2 separate regions of the Oryza sativa genome follow, and region 1 is linked to region 2. Evidence: chromatin contacts called from public HiCAR-type data. All regions are on one chromosome and are shown on one strand. The core of a region is the stretch at or near the end of the contact, and the rest is flanking DNA. Distances in the headings are between cores, read along the strand shown.

Evidence for each region. HiCAR-type assays count read pairs that join an accessible place to other places.
Region 1: a HiCAR-type map of leaf shows a contact between it and region 2, with 2.9 times the contacts expected there. The contact joins the promoter of LOC4342543 here to the promoter of LOC107275870 in region 2. A contact is called at or near these places in 4 of 15 Hi-C or Micro-C datasets (leaf and seedling) and 1 of 4 datasets of contacts at active chromatin or transcription factors (leaf).

Annotation. Positions count from the first base shown.
Region 1 is chr7:4,127,004-4,132,640 of ASM3414082v1, reverse strand. It overlaps LOC4342543 (probable ribose-5-phosphate isomerase 3, chloroplastic), which reads left to right and starts at 2,104. Exons shown (of 2, transcript XM_015792509.3): 1 at 2,104-2,607; 2 at 3,662-4,234. The coding sequence starts at 2,203. The coding sequence ends at 4,099.
Region 2 is chr7:3,942,442-3,948,292 of ASM3414082v1, reverse strand. It overlaps LOC107275870 (small ribosomal subunit protein uS13z/uS13y/uS13x), which reads right to left and starts at 4,535. Exons shown (of 3, transcript XM_015790661.3): 1 at 4,369-4,535; 2 at 3,136-3,324; 3 at 2,411-2,713. The coding sequence starts at 4,520. The coding sequence ends at 2,608.

The DNA of each region.
Region 1 (5,637 bases), core at 855-3,354, 190 kb before region 2:
CAGTTAATAAGGGAAACCGGGCCCGAAAACCAAACAAGCACGGTTAATTAAACGGGAAACCGGCAAAAACCAATACAGAAAAGAAAAGAAACAACTAATGAGACCTCACAGAAGTCGTCGTTACCGAGCTTACCAAAAGGCAAGCAGCTTCGACAACATAATGACGAGGTCTCCAGAACCACCAAACATCCTCTAGTGGAGCAGAAACCTTCTAAGCGAAGCCTTCAACAAGGAAACAACATCAAAGATGCTGTCAACACCCGTTCAGAAAGGAACCCGGTTTTCACCTGAAGGAAGAGAGAACCAACATGACGATACCTCCAAGGAGGAAACGGCACCCGCAAGCATCGATATCATCAACCTAGGATAGCACTAGGCAAGGTTTTCACCCAAGGCTCTCTCAAACTGCTCCACCTCAAAACCCTCGTCGCGTTGCCGGGACGTTCGTTGAGGGTCATCGTTGCCGAGCTTGCAAGACAAGCAGCTCCGACTCCACCTCAACAGCCAACCCTGCAGCTCGACCAGAGACCACCTCACACCCAGGAACCCAACTGCAGGAAACCAACGGCGCGGCCGACGACCAGCGAACAGGATGCCGAAACAACTCCGCACGCCACCCCTACCGAACCACGGAACTCCCTGGCATCGACTGGAAGCAGCTTAGCCTAAGAAGGGAGGAGCACCTAAGAAGAGGGGAGCGGCCGCCGCACCGTCAAAGAGCACCGGAAGAACAACTACTGAAGAAGGGGAGAACCGGATCTGGAGGACTAGAAGGGAGGGAGATGGAGGCGCCTTCCCCGTCGCCGGCAAAAGCCGCAGTAGGCCGGCAGCCCGGCCAGGACCACGCGGCAGCCGGCGCCAGAGCGCGCTCCGCGAGAGCACCACTGGACAACCGGACGAGCCGCCGCCAACCGGAGAGCCGCCGCCAACCTGGTTCTGTCGTCGCCGATGAAACCGCGCCGGAGCTGCTACGTCCGAGGGCGCCGGCGTCGACCAAGACCGTCGCCGGCCGCGCCGAGACCCGCCGCCACGCCGCCGTCGTCACCCCGGCCAGATCTGGCGAGGCGACCGGATCTGGCGACGCCCTCGACGGAGCCGCGCAGAGCCCCACCGCCGCGCCGCCATCGCCGCAGGGAGCTCCACCACCACGCCGTCGCCGCGACCTCGCTGTCCCGCCGCCGCGACCTCGTCGTCCTGCCGCCATTGTCGCCACACCCGCGCCGGGGCGAGATGGAGCCGAGGGAGATGGGCCCGCCGCCGCCATCCCAGCGCGTCGCCCGGCTTTGCCGGCGACGAGCTCCAGTGGCGGCGAAGCAGGGAGGAGGGAGGAGGAGGGGCGGCGGTGGCTAGGGTTTCGCCCCCGAGCCGCCGCGCGAGGGCGATGCGAGGGCCGTGTATTACCCCCTCCTATTATTAGCTTTTAAATTGCTAAGGAGATATAAAAGTTTTATCTTTTGCTAATCAGCTGTAGGCGGTAGGCCAATGATCAGCTTACCATGTTCTTATTTCATTCCCTTTCCAATTAATTCCCAATGATAATCCCAAAATTTATATTTATTAGTATACAATAGAGAAATCTGGTTGTGTCACATCGGTTAAAATGAATGACCTTGATTTTCACTGGGCCTGTTAGAGATCATTGCCCAATTTTACTAGAAATGGAGAGAAAACAAAGTTTACAAATGGAAAGAAAAAAAGAACCTTTCCAGAGAAGGAGGTAATCCAATAAGGACATCGGCTATAAAAAGGGGTGTTTTTTATCACATAATGGAATTTATATTTCGTACGAGCTTACTCTAATAATTCAATAAAAATAGGACATTAAATACGACCTTAGTAACCATTTAAGTGTCCCTTATTTCTGTCGCACAAAATTACCGAGATCCACACGAGTTGTTTGTACAATAAAAACTCGAAATAGATGTTTTTGTCCTATGCTCACAATGAACCCAACCTAAGATGACCAGTAATTTAAACACGAAAACATTTCTTATTGACAAGAATAAGAAAGAAAATTGCAACAAAAAAAGTTAGAAAAACCCCTAGCCTTCCAAGTCACCACCAACCCCTCTTTCTTTGATCACCATCTCCATCTCCATCTCCATCTTCTTCTTCCTTCCACCACCAACCCCCCATCTCCTCCATCTCCACTCCACCTCACACGCCTCATCGACCTCCCAAGAACCACCACCGCCTTCTCCCATGGCCGCCGCCACCGTCTCCGTCCGCTTCCACCCGGCCGCATCCGCCGCGCGCTGCGGCGGCGGCTCGCGCCGGAGCAGGCGCCTGTCCGGGGTCATCAGGGCGCAGTCGGCGCCGGCTTCGGCGGCGGCGGCGGCGCTGACGCAGGACGACCTGAAGAGGCTGGCGGCGGTGCGCGCGGTGGAGCAGGTGGAGAGCGGGATGGTGCTGGGGCTGGGGACCGGGTCGACGGCGGCCTTCGCCGTCGCGGAGATCGGGGCGCTGCTGGCGTCCGGGAAGCTGAGCGGCATCGTCGGGGTGCCCACCTCCAAGCGCACGTTCGAGCAGGCGCAGTCGCTCGGCATCCCGCTCTCCACCCTCGACGACCACCCCCGCATCGACCTCGCCATCGACGGCGCCGACGAGGTCCGCCTCGCCACCACCCCCTCTCCTTCCTTCCTTTTACATCATCATGAGTCCTCAACTGTTTTCCTCAATCCATTGAGGGACAAAAAAATTCAGTTTTCTTGGATTAGTTCAGTTCAGTTCCATTCCGAGTGAAAAAAAGGAATTCAGGCTTGCATTGCTTTCAACATGGGGAGGTCTGACTTTCTACCATGTGCTAAGCCTATATGATTGTCCTGCAATCACCGTTCATGGAGACTTGGAGAGAAAATGAGGCTTTTCTTTTGGACTTAACCTTGATAATGTTTTTCTTTCTCTGGATAAAAAGTTGTAGGTGTGAATGTGTGATGGTCCTATGGTAGCTTTATGGATAAAGTTGGACAAAAATGCAAATCTTGTATATGGTTCTAGCTAAAGAGTAGTAAAGGAGCTAATTGGCAGGTCACATTTTAGATACTACTCCTATGAAGGAGAAAACAATCTAAACAGTGCAATTTTTGAAAGAAAACTTTCTGTATAGAAGTTCCTTTAAAACTTCAAATAAATCCCTTTTTCAAGTTTGTAATAGCTAATAGTATCATGTGTTAATTGCCCAGCCAATACCGATCAGCCCAGTAGCTGATCAGCAAAACAGCCCAATGGAAAGGGTAGCTTGTCTGTCAGCTCAGTGACTACTCGCTGTTAGTGCCATGAACTTCACTAGAATCACTACTAAACTCTTAGTCAACCGTGTAAAAATTGCACCGTTGTACTCTTGGTACTCGTGGCTGGTGTTGCCTTCTTATTATGCAGATTAGCCGTAGTAATTCGGGAGTATCTGTTTTTGTCCTTGTCCTTTTCTCTGTGTAGCTTTGTATCTGAAAGTAGGCCATTTAGCAACACATCTCTATTGTAAAATGCTTTAACAGTGATGATAAAGTTAGCAGGATCAAGCCATGACATGCAAACAGCTGCTCTATGGTCAAATATTATGTAATTTTATTGTCTATGATTTGGTATCCTCGTCCCTGCTTTTCTCCCAAGTCACCATTTTATAGCTACCTACCTGAATACCTCCATTTTGGTATCAAAACAGGTCGATCCAGACCTTAACCTTGTGAAAGGGAGAGGTGGTGCCCTTCTCCGGGAGAAGATGGTTGAGGCAGCATCAGACAAGTTCATCGTTGTTGTTGACGAGACAAAGCTAGTTACCGGCTTAGGAGGGAGTGGTCTAGCCATGCCTGTGGAGGTTGTGCAGTTCTGCTGGAAGTACAACCAAGTGAGATTGCAGGATCTGTTTAACGATGAAGGATGCGAGGCGAAGCTGAGATTGGATGAAGGCGGCAAACCCTACGTTACCGACAACTCAAACTACATCGTTGATTTATACTTCAAGACGCCGATCAAGGATGCGTTGGCAGCAGGGAAGGAGATCTCAGCTTTGGAAGGCGTCGTTGAGCATGGGCTGTTCCTGGACATGGCGACTTCGGTGATCATCGCTGGAACAGATGGCGTCAGTGTCAAAACAAAGTGAGTTTTGGGGTTTTGTTGTTGCCGGTGTTGAATTTACGATTTTTTGTTGGGATGTATAAGCTATTGGGGTGTAAAAGCAGGCAATAAGATGCTTCACTAATAATAATTGAATATATTTCCCCACTCTTTCATTGCTGATTCCTCTTGTGGCATAGTCTATCTCCTATGTTTTATTTCGGGTGTGTTTAGTTCCTGAAAAAAGTTGGAAGTTTGAAGAAAGTTGGGAGTTTGGAAAAAAAGTTAGAAGTTTATGTGTGTAGGAAAGTTTTTGATGTGATATGATGTGATGGAAAGTTGGGAATAGGGGGGAAACTAAACACGGCCTTCCCTGTGTTCCAAATGAGCCATTTTAATGTCCAGTAGGAGTACTAGAATGCAAGGAGCAGGGAAAAAAATAATCTAATTTTGAAAGCTGCTGGTTAAAAAAAGAGAGCATGATTTTGTCCCTCTTGGTGATAATATATGTTAGTGGCTTAGTGAATTGAATGAACCAGCCAGAGCATCCAGTGCATAGTTTAATGAGCCAGAGCATTTGGGTAAAGCCGTTTCTTCTGTTTAATTTGATATCATTTCTCTGTAATTCAAAATATGTTGCTGATATGTAGATAAAAGTTGTGATTTGGCTGTTCTAGCGTTTGTCTGCTCTCCAAAGACTATCTCAGAGTTGCCTCCTGCCGTCTTGCACGATTTGTTGGTCAAGAGACAGCCCGACAGCCTGCATTTCCTCGATTGGCTCGAAACGTATTTGGCTGTGTTTTGCTGCTTGTCACACTATTCACATCTAAGTTTGTAAAGCAAAGGATGTAAAAAATAATTGGTAACATATCAGAAAGATGCAACGAAATAGGGCAGCCACAATGTAGTCGGTTTGGGGAGGGGGGGGGGGGGGTTCAGCCTAGGGTTTACGATTTCGACATGCCCTTGGCGAAATTCAGAATTTCACGAAATTCGGTGGTAAATTCCGAACAAATTTCATAAACCAAAATTTGAATATAAATTCCCTGAGTTTGACGACAAGTTCTCGAAAACTGGTCGGTTTTGACGAAATTCCGATCGAAATCATCGAAATTTCGATCAGTAAGTGTTTTCCTTTTTTTAATTCCGATCGGTTTTGGCCCATGTAAGGGTTTTCTTTTTTTAGTTCATTATTCTTTTCTTTCCTGATGTAAGTTTCAGTAAATACACACAATATATCATTTTTTTCGAAAATTTATATCCCAATAGATTATATGAGTATCATAGTATTTACAAGATTTTATTTGATTTTTTCTTTTTTTTATCAATTCAAATTTGAATTGAGATAAAACTTCTCGAAATCTCAGACGGTTTCTACTTTCGAGCCTCGTCGAAACGTCAAAATTTCGTGAAGTCCGGTCAGATTTCGTCGGAATCGTAAACCCTGGTTCAGCCTCTTATATGTCAGTCGTATGTCAGTCGTTAGGATTAGCTACCCACATATAATAAACAATAATATCTATCTCTACTTCTCTTTTTTCCTAATGCTATCATGTATCTATATACATTTTGAGAATTGCTACA
Region 2 (5,851 bases), core at 3,286-5,785:
TGCTAAACAACATGAATACGTGATGTTCATAATATAAAAATACAACTACGCAAGTGTGACATGAGGCGGTGAAAGCCTCAGACTAAAAAATCTAGGTTAATTGATGAATTAGGCCATTAGATGGACCAACTTATGTTATATGCAATAGATAGAGTGATTACATGTGTTGATAATTTTGAATTATCCAGCAAATGGCATATCAGATAATCCGATAAAAATATCGGATAATCCACATCCGCCAGATTTTAGAGATACCATATCCTCATCCGCATCCACATCCATATCAGTTGGATTTCTGAAAGCCCTTACCATAGACTCGTTTCGAACGGATTCGGAACAGATCGGATAGGATATTATCCGATCCGTTTTCACCCCTAACTAAACCACTACTACTCACGTCCACTACTAATGCTATTTTGGTGCCGCCGCCATGGAGATGGGAACGACAGAGATGAGAGGCAGGGGAAAATCTAACCCTAGTGACCACGGCCAAATGGGCCGAGATGGCCCAAGGGAATTGCTCCGCGTCACGTGTGGCATTTTCTACGCACGACGCCGAACCACTCGGTTTGTCAAAAACCACCCGGTTCATTGGTTTTCCCAAAAACTGTTCGGTTCACCTTGTTTTTACAGGTCTGATTGCATGGATGGTCTTTGAAGTGAACCGAGCCGTCAAGGTTCCTAGTTATGGTTTTTTCCGGTTTAACCGGTCCGGTCCGTTTTTTGCACTATGCGCCAAAGCGCGTACTGGGACAACGAGCACGGCAAAGCCGGTGATGGCTTCGCATCCCTATGCTAAGATGATAAGACGATGGTACATTTGTGCACAAGAATTTGAAAGCAATGTATTCATTCAAATTCGAAAAAAGCCTAGTGTATTTTCAAAAGAAATTCAGTGATGGGTACCTTCACTCCTTCCATGAAGCTTCTAGGAGGAAGCACACCCGCGTCCAATTCACTACCCCTCTACTGCTAATGGGAAGGAATACTATTCATCCCATCTCAGTTATTAACATCTGACCAATGTGCCTAATCATGTTTATCCAAGGGAAGCAATGCATATGCATGTCCTAACTCCTAAGATCAGATTAATTACCTCTCATTGCAACAATGCATCTACTCTCCTAAGTAACTGATGATGCTGCTGCATGAGTTAAACTTAACAACAGGGAGGGTTGTTACTGGAGTCTTGGAAGAATTACACAGGAGAAGAAAAGGCTAAAGGAGAGCTAATTAATAGCTAATGCTAATGCATCATCCTCTCTCTGCATTGGTCTACTGATCACTCACTCTCATGCATAATGCTGCTGCTGCTGCTGATGGTGTTTGTGTTGGTAGTTGGTAATGTGTAAACAAATCATTTGATTGATGTTGCCTCTACCACTATACACATGGTCCCGTTCGATTCTCCGAGATTAAGTGCACACGCAAAAACAAAACAAATTATTAGCACATGATTAATTAAACTTTAATTATTAAAAATTTAAAAATAGATTTATTTGAGTTTTATAGTAACTTATATATAAAAAGTTTAGGCACGAAACACACCGTTTAGTAGTTTGAAAACCGTGCTAATAGAAACCAGAGAAAAATCTATATCTTATTAGAGTTTAAACTATGCATATGGTTTATTTATTATACAGTCCCTACTAGCTACTGGAGCCACGACTAAAACTCCCTCCATCCAAAAGTTTAAGACATATTTCTTTTATCATTAAGATTAAGAAGAATTAGCTCGCTCACCATATGACAAGACCAAGGAAATATATGTATGCATACTACCAATGCGTATTAAAATAACACATTGGGTTTCAGCCAACAATTTAATTTAGCATATTGAGACTACAAATATGCTCATCTCATTTTTTTTTAAAAAAACAGAAAATAAAATATTACTTACACTTTTGATGGAGGCGGTATAACTAAACCCAAAAGAGTACTTTTGTTGGTGACAAATGTCTCCAATGTTTAAGTCACGCTCACCGGGCTGATTAAACCCCACGGGGAATGTCACTGCCGCCATGAATTCAATGCATAGGGGACCCTTTTTTTCTAGTACTATAAGCTACTGAGACCGCACGATCAAGAATCAAACCTGTAGATTTATCGTGAAAAAAAAAACTGTACATAATCAGCATGATACAAACAAAACTGCGTACATCGATCATCATCTTACGTCGTTAAAATGGCTAGCAAATTTAGACGCTGACATTGCGCCTTGGCTGCAAGTCTGCATAGTTTAATAAATGACATTAGCGGCTGATTAGAGAGGGCAAAACCACTCTTCTTGTGTGAGAATTGTGATCGATTCCTATGGTTCTCGCCGACCGTGTGAAAGTTGAAATAGCACAATGTCAACCGTAGCAGCAATGAAATATGAAAACATAACTTCCACTAGAAACACATCCAGTAAAAAATTAGGCTTCAGAATTTGCGGTACCAAACAACCAAGTCAACAATATATAAAAAGTTTGAGAATCCTGCAACGCACGATCTATCTTCTTAGACAAAAGCATCATCCAACAAAACTGCCTATCAAGACCGACATCATTGAAACGCTCATAAGATAAGCAAAATGCATATTTGCTGTGCTGATGTACATGGAATTTATCTCTTCTTGGAGACACCGACAGTCTTTCCCCTCCTGCCAGTAGTCTTGGTGTGCTGACCACGGACACGGAGACCCCAGTAGTGACGGAGACCACGGTGGTTCCTGAATTACAAAAGGTAGTTCAAATGAAATCAAAGAGCAATTTGTTCAACTCTGAGAATGCAATTAATTAGCCCAAAGAAGTTAGCAGTCCAAAGCCTCGACACAAAAAAGAATATGATTTAAACTGAGTTCACTCCACTAGATTCATCATAATACAAATGAATTATTTAAACTGTGTGAATAACCGAAGGCATGAACAGTTCATATTTAGGTAGAAATTTCATCAGAACACAAATTAACCAACAATGAATTATTCCCAAATTCCCATGACCAGTTGTTGATGCCATAAACATCTCATTGAAACAGAACAAATTTAGCTAAAATTTCTATCAATCCAACAAAAGCATGAAAGGTATATGTACAGCACCTCACACATGCAAGTTACAAAGCTACAAAAATGTGGTAAGCGAGCAGAACCAAACCTGATCTTCTTCAGCCTCTCAAGGTCATCCCTGAGCTTCATGTCCAGGGCGTTAGAAACAACCTGGGAGAACCTCCCATCCTTGTAGTCCTTCTTCCTGTTCAGAAACCAGTCAGGGACCTTGAACTGGCGAGGGTTTGCCACCACAGTCATGAGGCGCTCAAGCTCCTCAGGAGTGAGTTCACCAGCCCTACAGAGAAACATAATTGTTAGCTTTCTCACTAGTAAAATAAAAGTCCTTTGGTTTTGCACAAAATCATCACCATCTTATGTTTTGGTTACAAAGTCATCTCGGATTAACTAAGCATAAGCAAAGTACAGTATGGCGTATCAGATTAGCCAAACTGCATGAAACAACTAATACCAAATAAAATATAGCTGTGATAATTATAACACATTTTTATCTAATTAAGCCCTTCAGGTTCCAAATGAGCATAAAAAATAGACTGATCATCTTGGTAGCCCAAAATTAATGACGTCCCAGAAAAGATCAACTAATCATATAGACTGCTAAGTAGTGACGGGCAACTCCAGGGTCCTGGCCTAGTAAGCCAAATAGAACATAAATTCAACTGAACTGAAACTAGTTGCAACACACTGACACCTCGTGACATTACGGCAGAAATAAAGACAGTATTAGGCAATTAACTGGAGCCAAAAGATCAGCCCTGCCATCAACATCATCGCCAATTGATAAACACATCAAAATTAGCAGGCGTTCGAATCCCGAGTCAAGTTGGAAAAAAAAATACATCCATAACTTACAATTACAAAGGTCATGCTATTAAATAAATTCTAAAAGCTCCAAGCAATCTTAACTCAGTTTGCAGACAGTCAATAATCAGCTTTGCAGCATAGTAACGCGCAGAAAATTTCTCATATTATCACTTAATCCACCACAAAGAAATTAAGGCACCAGTCAGTAAACCCTACTCGTCCTAATCACTACCAAACAAAATAACTCAGTACAAGATCCATCCACCTAACATCACAGTAGAACTAACGAAACAACCACACAACTTTGGATTCAACGTGTACAACTACAAACCGAAAGATGCTCAAATTATCTAGTTTTCCCTGATTGTAAGAAATTAGCCCGATAACACCAATAACCATTCGTTATACCTACACATCATTCCAGAACATCACCAACAGCACAAACGAACACCCAGATCAGAGGAGGGGTTGGGGGGGGGGGGGGTGGGGAGCGTGAGGCGAGAAGGTTTTTGCTCACCGCTTGTTCATGTCGATGTCGGCCTTCTTGCAGGCAATGTTGGAGAAGCGGCGGCCGATACCCTTGATGGAGGTGAGCGCGAACATGATCTTCTGCTTCCCATCCACGTTGGTGTTCAGCAGACGCAGGATGTGCTGGAAATCCTCCCCCATTCATCCTTGAATTGCACACCGTATAAGGCTTTGTTTGGTATGGACCCCAGATATGCATTTATTCCTGAGCTGGTTCCTGGTGATATTCCTGTTGATGATGCTGGGGTTCAGACTGTCTTGGAGGATAGGCAGCTGTTTTCAGATATGCTACAGCATCAGTTGGCTAACAATATGCAGATGAGAAACATTCTTTTCGGGAGTTTGCTGTGGGCGATTCTGTTTTCCTATCCCAAGTTAGCCTTCAAGTATTTTGGGCCCTTTGAGATTATCAGTGAAGTGGGATCAATAGCATAATAGCATATCGTCTGAAACTTCCAGATGGCAGTCTTATTCATCTGGTCTTTCATGTCTCTCAGTTGAAACCTTTTGTTCCTTCTCACATTCCGGTTTTTGCTGAGTTACCTACCACTGTCCAGCTGGATATCTCGGCGTTGGAGCCATCGGAGATCCTGGATCGCCGTCTTGTTAAGAAGGGTAATGCTGCTTTAACCCAGGTGTTGATTCGTTGGGGTGAATTACCTGCTGAGTGTGCAACCTGGGAGGATTATTCAGTACTGCGCGCTCGTTTTCTCATGGGGGCGGCAGTGTCACACCGGTGGGTGTCACCGGATGATGTATATGTGGCGGCACCACTGGTGACAGAGGAAGCAGAGGACCTGGATGACTCAGCGAAGGCGGGGTGAACGAAGGCGTCTTCGTTGGGTGGAAACGTATTTATGTAATCATAGTGCGTGTGTGTGTTCAGTGCCTGTCATGTGGGCCTGGATGAGAGGGTTTAAATTATGAGGAGTCGAGTTGTAAACTGTCGATTATCTAAGAACAAAAACAGAGGAGACAAAGTGACAAACTATCCCCAATTCTCTCTCGCGTTCACACCATCCGGCGGCTCGCGGCGGCCGAATCCTCGACGCCGGCGAGCGGGGTGTTACATACTCCCTCCCACTCCAACGACCAACATCAGCAAGCAGCAGCAGCTCGATCGATCGACCGCCATGAGCGTGGTGATCCTGGACCTGGACGAGTCGACGGTGCGCGGCTTCGTGGCGGACGACGACGCCTTCGGCCGCAGCGTCGACGCGCGCTTCGAGGCGCTGGACGCCAACGGTGACGGGGTGTTGTCCCTCGCGGGAGAGGGATGGGACGACGCGGTCGAACCGCAGTCATCGTGCGCCCCCTCTTCCTCCTTGCACGGAGTATAATGCACCAATATGGCGATGCCAACCACTTTAATTATTCAGTCTTCTGCCATGATTCAAGAACAGATTCAGAAATGAATTCACAATCTGAATTTTAATTAATTCAATCTTCTGCATGGTCCAAGACTCCAATTA